Linked DNA regions of Pan troglodytes: region 2 is linked to region 1. The links are chromatin contacts, called in public Hi-C maps. All regions are on one chromosome and are shown on one strand. The core of a region is the stretch at or near the end of the contact, and the rest is flanking DNA. Distances in the headings are between cores, read along the strand shown.

Region 1 (4,289 bases), core at 1,259-3,758:
ATAAAAAAATGTTGATCTGTCTGCCCACGTGCAAACAGAGAGCCTGCAAGGAATTCATCTGCACCCTTCAGGAGGGTTTGCATCTGCTCTGGGATTTCTACAAGCAGAAAGGAGAATTATTTTCGTGATTCAGAGCAATTCTTCAGTGGGAAATGTCACCCTGAATCCTTTTGGCTCTGGTTTATTGGGGCATTTGCTGAGCAGTTGAGAACGGGGGAAAGAAGGAGTCCTTTCCTTTCTAGGAGGCACCTGGATACATCTGCAGTCAACAAGGGACCATCTGCCTTGCAAAGCGGGGTTTTTGTGGATCAGACCCAAGCCGGGTGTGTCCTGGGGCTGTGGCAAATACCCTGCAGCCCCTAGGAGGTAAATTGGTCCCTCCACAGGCAGCTGTGGCTTAGACATCCCTGCAGCTCAGGGAACCAACCGTGGTATGACACGTAAGAGCTCCAGAGACACCGTGCTGTGCGGGGAGCTGCAATCCCAGGTGCACAGGCTGTGTTTCTGGGCAGGACGCCTCTAAACCGATGCATGGAAAACTTGGTGGAGGGAGTGGAATTTGACATCCAGTCAAATGTCATCCTGACATCCAGTCCCATGCACAAACTATGATGCTTTTTCCTTTAGCTCCTTTGGTCCTTGTCTCCTCTTCACTATTACATGCGCCCACTTCTCTTCTCTGGATTATTACAGCTGCCAACTGCTGCCTTGCTAAAAGTCTCGCCCACCCCAATTCCATCCTATCCTCTGCCTCCGCCCCCCCAAAAAATGAATTACATTGTATGGTTCTCCTTCTTTAAATCCCTCTATAGCTCCTGTCTCCTTGGCGTGGTTTGAGCCCCACAGACCTCTCCCGCTCTGGCCGCCCACACTCCCATCTCAGGTTTCTACTGCTGTGATTCTGAGCTGCACCTTGGGCCATTCCTGGGATCAAGAGGGTCTCTTGATTTCTTGCTCTTTGTTCATTCTCCTTCCTTTGCCTGGAATTCCTTTAGCCCTCCTTCTTGCCAGCCCCCAAACAGGAAAGATTCCACCTTTGCTGGGCTTTGGGGGTTCCAATTACTAACTGTAGGAATAACAGGGCATTTGGAAATTCAGTTTTATCATTTCCTGGGGAATGACAGACACTTTCCCTCCATGGTGCCTGTGGGGGTGGCAGGTCCTGCCCTCTGTTCACAGACCTGGAGGGGAGTGGGAAGGAGCTCTGTGCTTTGAACATGCTTCTCTGGGGGTGCAGCCTCCAGGCAGCTGGGGCAGGATCATGCCCTCACTCTCTCCCTTGTGCTACCATGGAGGTCCTGTGTGCTGACCAAGCACTTGTCCCAAGTTGCTGGAGCGGGTCGTTTATTTGCTCTGCATCCGAGGCCTGAATATGATTGGTGCTTCACTTTTAAATGCGTGCATGAATAAATGGACTTGTCTTTCTCCCCTGTGACATAATCCAGAAGAGGAACTCTATCTTGACAATCTTTGCCTCCCCAGCACCCAGCACCATGCCTGAAGCACACAGTTGCTCAATGTCGGGCATGAGGATGCTAGAGGAGGGGGCAGCTGGTGGCACAGGTGGCTATGGTTGCCTCAGCTCAGGCAAATCCCATGGGCATGTGGAGACCCAGAGACCTACAGTTTTTTTTCTTGGGTTTGTTGGCTTTTAGAGTTCTAACAGTTCCAGCCTCTTCTCTTGGGCCTCCTGGAAGGGAATGTCTGGCAGAATCTCCCATCAGGTCCTGAAATTTGAGAGCACAACTATTTACATATTGAAAAGGGCAGGATAGCGTGTGACAGTTTTACTTTGATTGAACTAGTATCTTTTTATTTTTCTCTTACATGAGGCTGAGCTACTTGCTGAACTGAAAAGGAGAGGGAGGGAGAAGGGGCACTTCCCCCCGGGGTTTCAAGACCTGCTGAGCTTCATAGCCAAGAGGTTCTCACTCCCCACTCAAGTGTCAGCTTTCCAGAATGGCTCCTTGAAGACAAAAACTCTTTCAAGGCATATTAAACAATAGCAAACTCTGATAAAATTCCATTCTGGTGGCATGTTTTATGAGAAACTGATGAGGGGCCCTGAAATGCATCTCAACCTTGATGTTTGAGCCAGAATCCAAATATTCCCTTTCTGTTAACCAATTCAATGTTGCTTCTCTCTTGTGGTTGTTTTTTTGGGTTGTTTTTTGTTTTGTTTAGTATTTTCCTTGTGGGAAGGCACATTCACCTTCTTGATACTATGAAATGGCTATACAGAAAAATAGAACCATCCCCAAGCAAAGATTCCTCCCCCTTTGGAATCGTCCCAGTGTGGACAGCACTTCCCTCCAACTTTGGATGAACAGAACAAACGAAAGGAGGAACTGTGAGTGGGGTCCTCTCCAACTGCTATAATGTCAGCTCCAGGAAAGCAGTGACCTTGTCCGTCCTGTTCACTGCCTGTTCCCAGCATCTAGAAGAGGGCCTGGCTCATAGTAGGCACTGAATAAATATTTGTGAAGAAGCTGCTAGATTGCAGGCTTTGTGATGGCAAGGACTCTGCCTAGGTCTGTGTTATTCATGAATGCGTCCCTCCCACTTAAGAGCACAGCAGGCACAAAATAGAAGCTTATTCATTCATTGAGCAACTACCATATGCCAGAGATGACTCAGGCACTGAATAAATACTTGTTGGATTAACTAAGTGCATTCTTGCGTACGCGCTTGAATGAATGAAGGAATGAGCGAATGAAAAAAAAACCAATGAGTCAGTTCATCCGCCAGCAATAACCAATCTCGCCTCTCTGTGCTGCAGTCTTGGGACAATAAGCCTGGAGTTTTCTCTCCCTGTGCTTTTTCTCGCTTGTTGTGATATCCCTGCCTACCAAAACTCCCAAGAAGTGTCAGCTCCAATGATGTTTCTTTGAATCACCCCGTCTGGCAAGATGCAAACACTCTTGCTTTTGAATTGCTTTGTCACTTTCTGTCTTAGCTGTTGAGCACAGTTCAAAACCCATTTGCTGAGCCTGTCCTGTGGGCAGCCACGGTGGCAGGAGCCAGGGATGTAGAAGTGACCCTGGAGTCACCAGGGTTCAGTGTGTGTCTTGCCTGCCTGGATTGTACAAGCACCCACGGCTCAGAAATGGAGACTTCCTCCTCTCTGTAACTGCACTTGGCACCTGGTAGTGAGTCTGGTCAAACAGATGCTCCTGCACTCACACAGTGAATAGACCCATAAGATGTGCCGCCTTTGAGATCTTTGCTTTGGTGGATTCGAAATATGGGAGGAAGAGCTGAGCTGCACTGTGTGTGGGCCAGAGTGGTGCGTCGTAGGCATGAAGAGGCCAGGAGGAGGGAGAGTTCCATAGGGGTCAGGATCAGAGAGATCCATAGTAGGTTCAGGTGCGGTGGCTCATGCCTGTAATCCCAGCACTTTGGGAGGCTGAGGTGGGAGGATCACTTGAGGTCAGGAGTTCGAGACCAGCCTGGCCAACATGGTGAAACTGTCTCAACTAAAAATACAAATATTAGCCGGGCGTGGTGACACGTGCCTGTAATCCCAGCTACTCTGGAGGCTGAGGCAGGAGAATCACTTGAACCTGGGAGGCGGAGGTTGCAGTGAGCTGAGATCGCGCCACTGCACTCCAGCCTGGGGGACTGAGCGAGACTCTGTCTCAAAAAAAAAAAAAAAAGTACATACAATGCAGATATTAATTATTAATTAATTGGTCACTGCAACAGTGAGACTGAGGACTTCTTTGATAGAAGCCCCAATGCTTTCTAAATTGGCTTAAGCAAAAAGAAACAAAATGAACCCTTCATTGGTTCCCAGACCTGGTGAGTCATATAGGTCATCGCTGGCATTTGGGAGACCCAGCAGTGGCCAGAATCTCTCCCTCTCCTTGGGTCTCAGATCTGTCGTCCCCCAAGTTGCTTTGGTTCCCAGCAGGTTGTCTGGTGGGGTCCTCCTCACCCTCCACTACTCCCTGCTGTCTTGAACCATTTTATTTAGCGTTGGCAGTGGTGGAAGGGAGCCGCTTTCCTGACAGCTCCAACAAGAGTCCTGGAGTTGATCTCAGGTCGCTTATGGCCAAGAGATTGGAAAATGCTGATTATCCCAGTGGAGACAGGGGCCCATCCATGGAACAGAGGGGATCAATCTTACCTCAACTGCAGACACCAAGAATGAGGTTTCCTGAAGCAAAACCAAGACTCTGGTACCTGGAAAAGAGGAAAATGCAAGCTGGACGGATAAAAACCACTCTTGGCTACTGTACAGGCTATCAAGAGAAACTAGGAGCCACTCCAATGACAGAAAATTGCTT
Region 2 (4,289 bases), core at 991-3,490, 140 kb before region 1:
ATTGCCCTTTAAGAAACAGTATCACTGGTTATTAATATCATTTGAATTGCAAATTAAACTGCTGAAATCCAGAACAGGACAGAAAAAAATCTCCAGTCCATGAGGGCCACTTGTCTAAATATGTCACTTGAAGTGCAAGGTACCAATTGCTCAGTGGCTCAAAATGATTTTCTGGTTCTGTTGTCATTTCAAGAGCTTCTCTTGAGGGTTGAGAGAGTCTGTTTTCCTAAGAATCTGGTTCTCTCCATCAGTCTCTGTTTCCACCTTATCTTCCTGGGAAGGTGTGCTTTCTTTGAGGTGAGATGTGAAGCCTGCCCACGTGCAGTTTTATGTCGAATTCCAAGTCAGATCTTAACTTGGTACTCCCGGAGCCTGTTGGAAGTCTTAGGAATTGGGGGGAGTACTTTGGTAAGGAAGTAGCCATGACGTAATGGTGAGAAGGTGTTGTGGTCCTAGTGCTTGCTGCAAGCTTGACATGTGGTTATTCTTGTCATCCTCGCAATGTCATTGTGTGCGAAAGAACATTCTCCATTGGAACCTGTGCAAAAAAAAAAAAAAAAAGACAGACTGCAAGGTAATGCTTCACTTTTTATAGGCAGAGGCTCTGCTAACATTAAAGAAATAGCTAAGAACTGGCATTTTGCTAAGAATCAAAAGCTGTATAGTAAAGGACACTGAACAATGCTCGTTTATTTCCCACCGTCTGCCCCTTTCTCCACGAAGGAAAAGTTAAGTGGCTTTTTATCTGAGTCCTGGGTCTGGTTGTAGACTGGGCAGGCTAAGGCAGTCAATGCAGTAATGATGTCCACATGCTCAACTTGGAAACTGACATACTCGCGGATGGTTAAATTGTTGTAGTGGAGCAACAGGGGGCTGATTCCTTGTTCTTTTTTCCTACACAAACGCACAGGGCTGTGGAAATGAAAATGGCTTTTGGATCTCTTGGATATCCTTAAAAACACATAAAACCAGCAGCTCCTATACGCTCTCAGGACTGTGCCTGCCCATGTCAGTGGCTGGCTGTGGGTGGTAGGATGAAGGGTGGTCTTGATTTCTCCTCTTTGTACATTGGTATGTCTCAAAATCTTTACTAGGGGCACTTTGTGATTTTTATAATCAGAAAATAAAATGTTAAAAGGTTTAAACTCTACTTGATTGCTGGCCACATAACCGTCTAAACTGATATGCATTGAAACAGATGTGATGGTTGAAAAGAAAACAAGCCCCCGTATAAGTTCAGTGGGGTATCATTTACTTGTCTGTAGCAACAGTACTTGATACATTATTTAGCCTCTGTAAGTTTTGAGGATTTTTTTTTTTTTGGATGGGGGCGGGAGTTGTTTTTGTTTGTTTTTGTTTTTTTCATAGCCTGTGGCAGCATCCTGCTAGCACAGAAACCCTCTGCAGAGGTGGTCTGGTAGTTTCTTTTGCCATTGCTTTCATTATCCTAAAAAGAAGCCTTGAGTTCTCACACAAGTTAATTTTAAAGTGCAATTGATTGGGTTCCACTTGATTCTTCGTAATACACCTCCGGGGAGGCTCCCAGAGGCTCAGCTCCTCAGGGTTTCTGACTGTTCTTCCAAATTAGTCTTGTGTTTTCATTTTGTCTGTGTTGGTGCAGTTCAATGGGCCCAGACCCTAAGAGTGTTTAAGTGGCATTGAGTTATCAGTTTTCAAATCAAGGTTTTGAATAAAACGAGTATCTTTGCATTTCAAAATGCAACCGTGTAAGTCATCTTTTAACGAAAGGGCATTATGCACATATTAAATGCATGCTAATGTAACTTTAACAATATTAGTACAAATGGTTTTGGGAAAGAGTCACCTTTTGCTTCCTCTGCCAAGAGACTGTTAGATTCATTTTCAAATGTTTTTGTTTTTGTTTTTTAAATTCTTTTTTTAAATGAATGAAGCAAACTCATCAATCCATCATTGGCTGTTTTGTTCCAGGGATGACAACGAGCAGTAGGTAGGTTGGTATCCCCTTTTGATGAAGAAAATTTGGGTTTTCCTAGCAGGTTAATGCAGTGTGTCATTTAAACAAAATATTAACTTGGTTGGTACCCCCTGTGAGCTGGCATGGTTGCTATGTAACAGAATGTAGAAAGTGAACTGCTGAAAATCTGGGCTTTCGGCACTTGGGAGGATATTCTTTCAGAATCTGTGTTGAAAGAATTCCTGGCAGCCAGCCCATCTTGTCTCTCCCTCCTGCAACTGAGTTGGATAATCCTTAATGAGAATGCTGGCATACAGTGCAGAGGGCGTCCGTGCAGGGTGACACATTTCAGAGCTCCAGAGGCTGCCTTTTGGGTCGGTGGGGTCACGGCAGCCTTTGACAGGTGGACAGAAGGAGGCTTGGAAAGAACAGAGCCAAGCATTTGTTCCAATTCGTCTTTTTGTTGGTAGCCAGAGAAGGGATTTGTTTAAAGTAACATTTCTAAGCTGTTTTCCTCAGCATAACATCTCTGGGAAAATGTGTTTAAAATGCTTGCTGTTCTTTGAGGGGAAAATGTAGCAGTTTGTTTCTCTGAAAATGTTTTATCAGCTGATGAATGACTAATATTAGATTCAGTTGGTTGCTTTGCTATGCATAGAACAAAACAATTAAGTGCTATGGTACCCAATTCAAATAGGTGTTAACTGTATGTAACAAAATACTTAATGCCCAGTAGGATGTATGCCTACTGTCATTAGTTTTCTTTGTTAAAGAAATAATTGTATTTGTATTCCTATGCAAGTGGACGTGCTGATAGCATCTTTCTTTGGTGTGGAGGACTTCCTGCCTACTGCATTTGTTAGAATGGGATGGAGGCAAGGGTCGGTTTCCTGTACCTTTGTACATTTCCATAAATGCGTGCAAGTTGTATTTTTCTCTCCAGGCATTAAAATAGGCTGTTACTTAAGGCCTGACAGCTCTTATCTACCATTACTACAACACTGGAAACTCTTTCGTGAAGTATAAATTACCTTTGGAGTGAATTGAATGTGTGAGTAGTCTGTGGAGACGCTAGACACTGTCGCTTTGCAAAGTAAGTTCTGTCTTTTGGCATCCCCTTCTCAATTCATTCTGCCTCTGCTCTTGTTTTCCTAAGTAGACTTTTATCTTTTTTGAGAAAGAGAATTTTCAAATGGCAGAGAGGATGGAACAAAATGTTGGGGAATCTCGGGCCTTCTGTCAGCTTGCCACTAAGTTACAGAGCTCAGCAAGTAGCCTGCGCCATGGTTTTCCAGCCAGATCAAGGGGCTAAAATAGCTTGTGTCTTTTCCTAACCTGGTAGGCTGTCATGGGATGGGGATTCAGACTTCTCCCTGAAAATTGTCCTGCGTGGTCACAAAGAGATTACTTACAGATCAGTACAGTGTGGTTGAAATTACTTATTGATTGGGGATTATTTACTATCTTTCCATTGTCTTTGGAAAATGCCTTCAAAGGACCTCTTGAGTCAAGTCTCTGATTCTGGTTAATTTCATGCTTCCATTGTGCACTTCATGATTTTTAGTGGTTTTCCAACACCTCTTTGATGCACCCCAGAAGTCTGAGCTGACCTGACTCATCTAACAGGAGCCTGGTCACATATCTTCCCAGGGTAAGGCATGATAGGCCCTCTCTCCATCCCTTTACCCTCTTACTCCTCAAGAAGACTGTTGGCACTTTTTAGGAATCCTATAGGGTTATAATGTGTGACTTCCTGGCTGCCAGTGTGTTTGTAGCAGATGGGCTTGGCAGGTGGCAAGAGCTCATTGGAACTTTGCCTGCTCACCGTGCATATCATATGGGGCCCAGAAGGTCAAGCTTGGGATTTGGCCACATTCACTGCATGTTTTCTTTATGTATTATAAATCTATATATTCATTCCTGGGCTATGTAGATAAGGACAGTGAAATCAACATGAACTCCTCTGTTCTTTCCATACCTTAATGGTTTGCCTGAACATTGGTCCCTGGCTTCTTACCCCCTGCCATATATCAGGGGGTTCTGCCTGCTGAGCCCAGAGAATGGGTTTTTAAGCGATGTTGCACATGGAAATAGGTCTCAGTGTTTGGGCTGCATATTAGGGTGAGTAGCACACAATATGGCAGGAGTGTCACCGCCAGCAGTCATTGCACTGCCTTGGTGCCTTGAATTGCAGGCATAGTGGGTTCAGAAAGAATCATTTAGGAAAAGACATCTTTCCCGAAGCCAACAGGGTGGCCATCCACAGGGGCAGATCATACCTGACGATTCATAGCAGCTAAGAGTTCTGCTGACCCCTGTCACCACTCTCCAGTTCCCCTGCCACCACCCTCCA

Evidence for each region. Hi-C and Micro-C count contacts between places; a contact is called where the count stands out from the background.
Region 2: a Hi-C map of stem cell-derived neural progenitor cells shows a contact between it and region 1, with 4 times the contacts expected there. The contact joins two enhancer-like sites. A contact is called at or near these places in 1 of 7 Hi-C or Micro-C datasets (stem cell-derived neural progenitor cells) and 1 of 1 datasets of contacts at active chromatin or transcription factors (stem cell-derived excitatory neurons).

The regions. Positions count from the first base shown.
Region 1 is chr1:216,460,725-216,465,013 of NHGRI_mPanTro3-v2.0_pri, reverse strand. The region is part of intron 3 of KAZN (kazrin, periplakin interacting protein); the gene reads left to right. Among named protein-coding and RNA genes, the nearest start is that of TMEM51, 410 kb to the right of the region's middle. Within about 2 kb of position 2,508, at least 6 of the 24 cell types and tissues checked have an H3K27ac peak or open chromatin away from gene starts, as enhancers often do. A contact at or near this core is called in stem cell-derived neural progenitor cells, where this site is marked.
Region 2 is chr1:216,600,427-216,604,715 of NHGRI_mPanTro3-v2.0_pri, reverse strand. The region is part of intron 3 of KAZN (kazrin, periplakin interacting protein); the gene reads left to right. Among named protein-coding and RNA genes, the nearest start is that of TMEM51, 550 kb to the right of the region's middle. Within about 2 kb of position 2,240, at least 6 of the 24 cell types and tissues checked have an H3K27ac peak or open chromatin away from gene starts, as enhancers often do. A contact at or near this core is called in stem cell-derived neural progenitor cells, where this site is marked.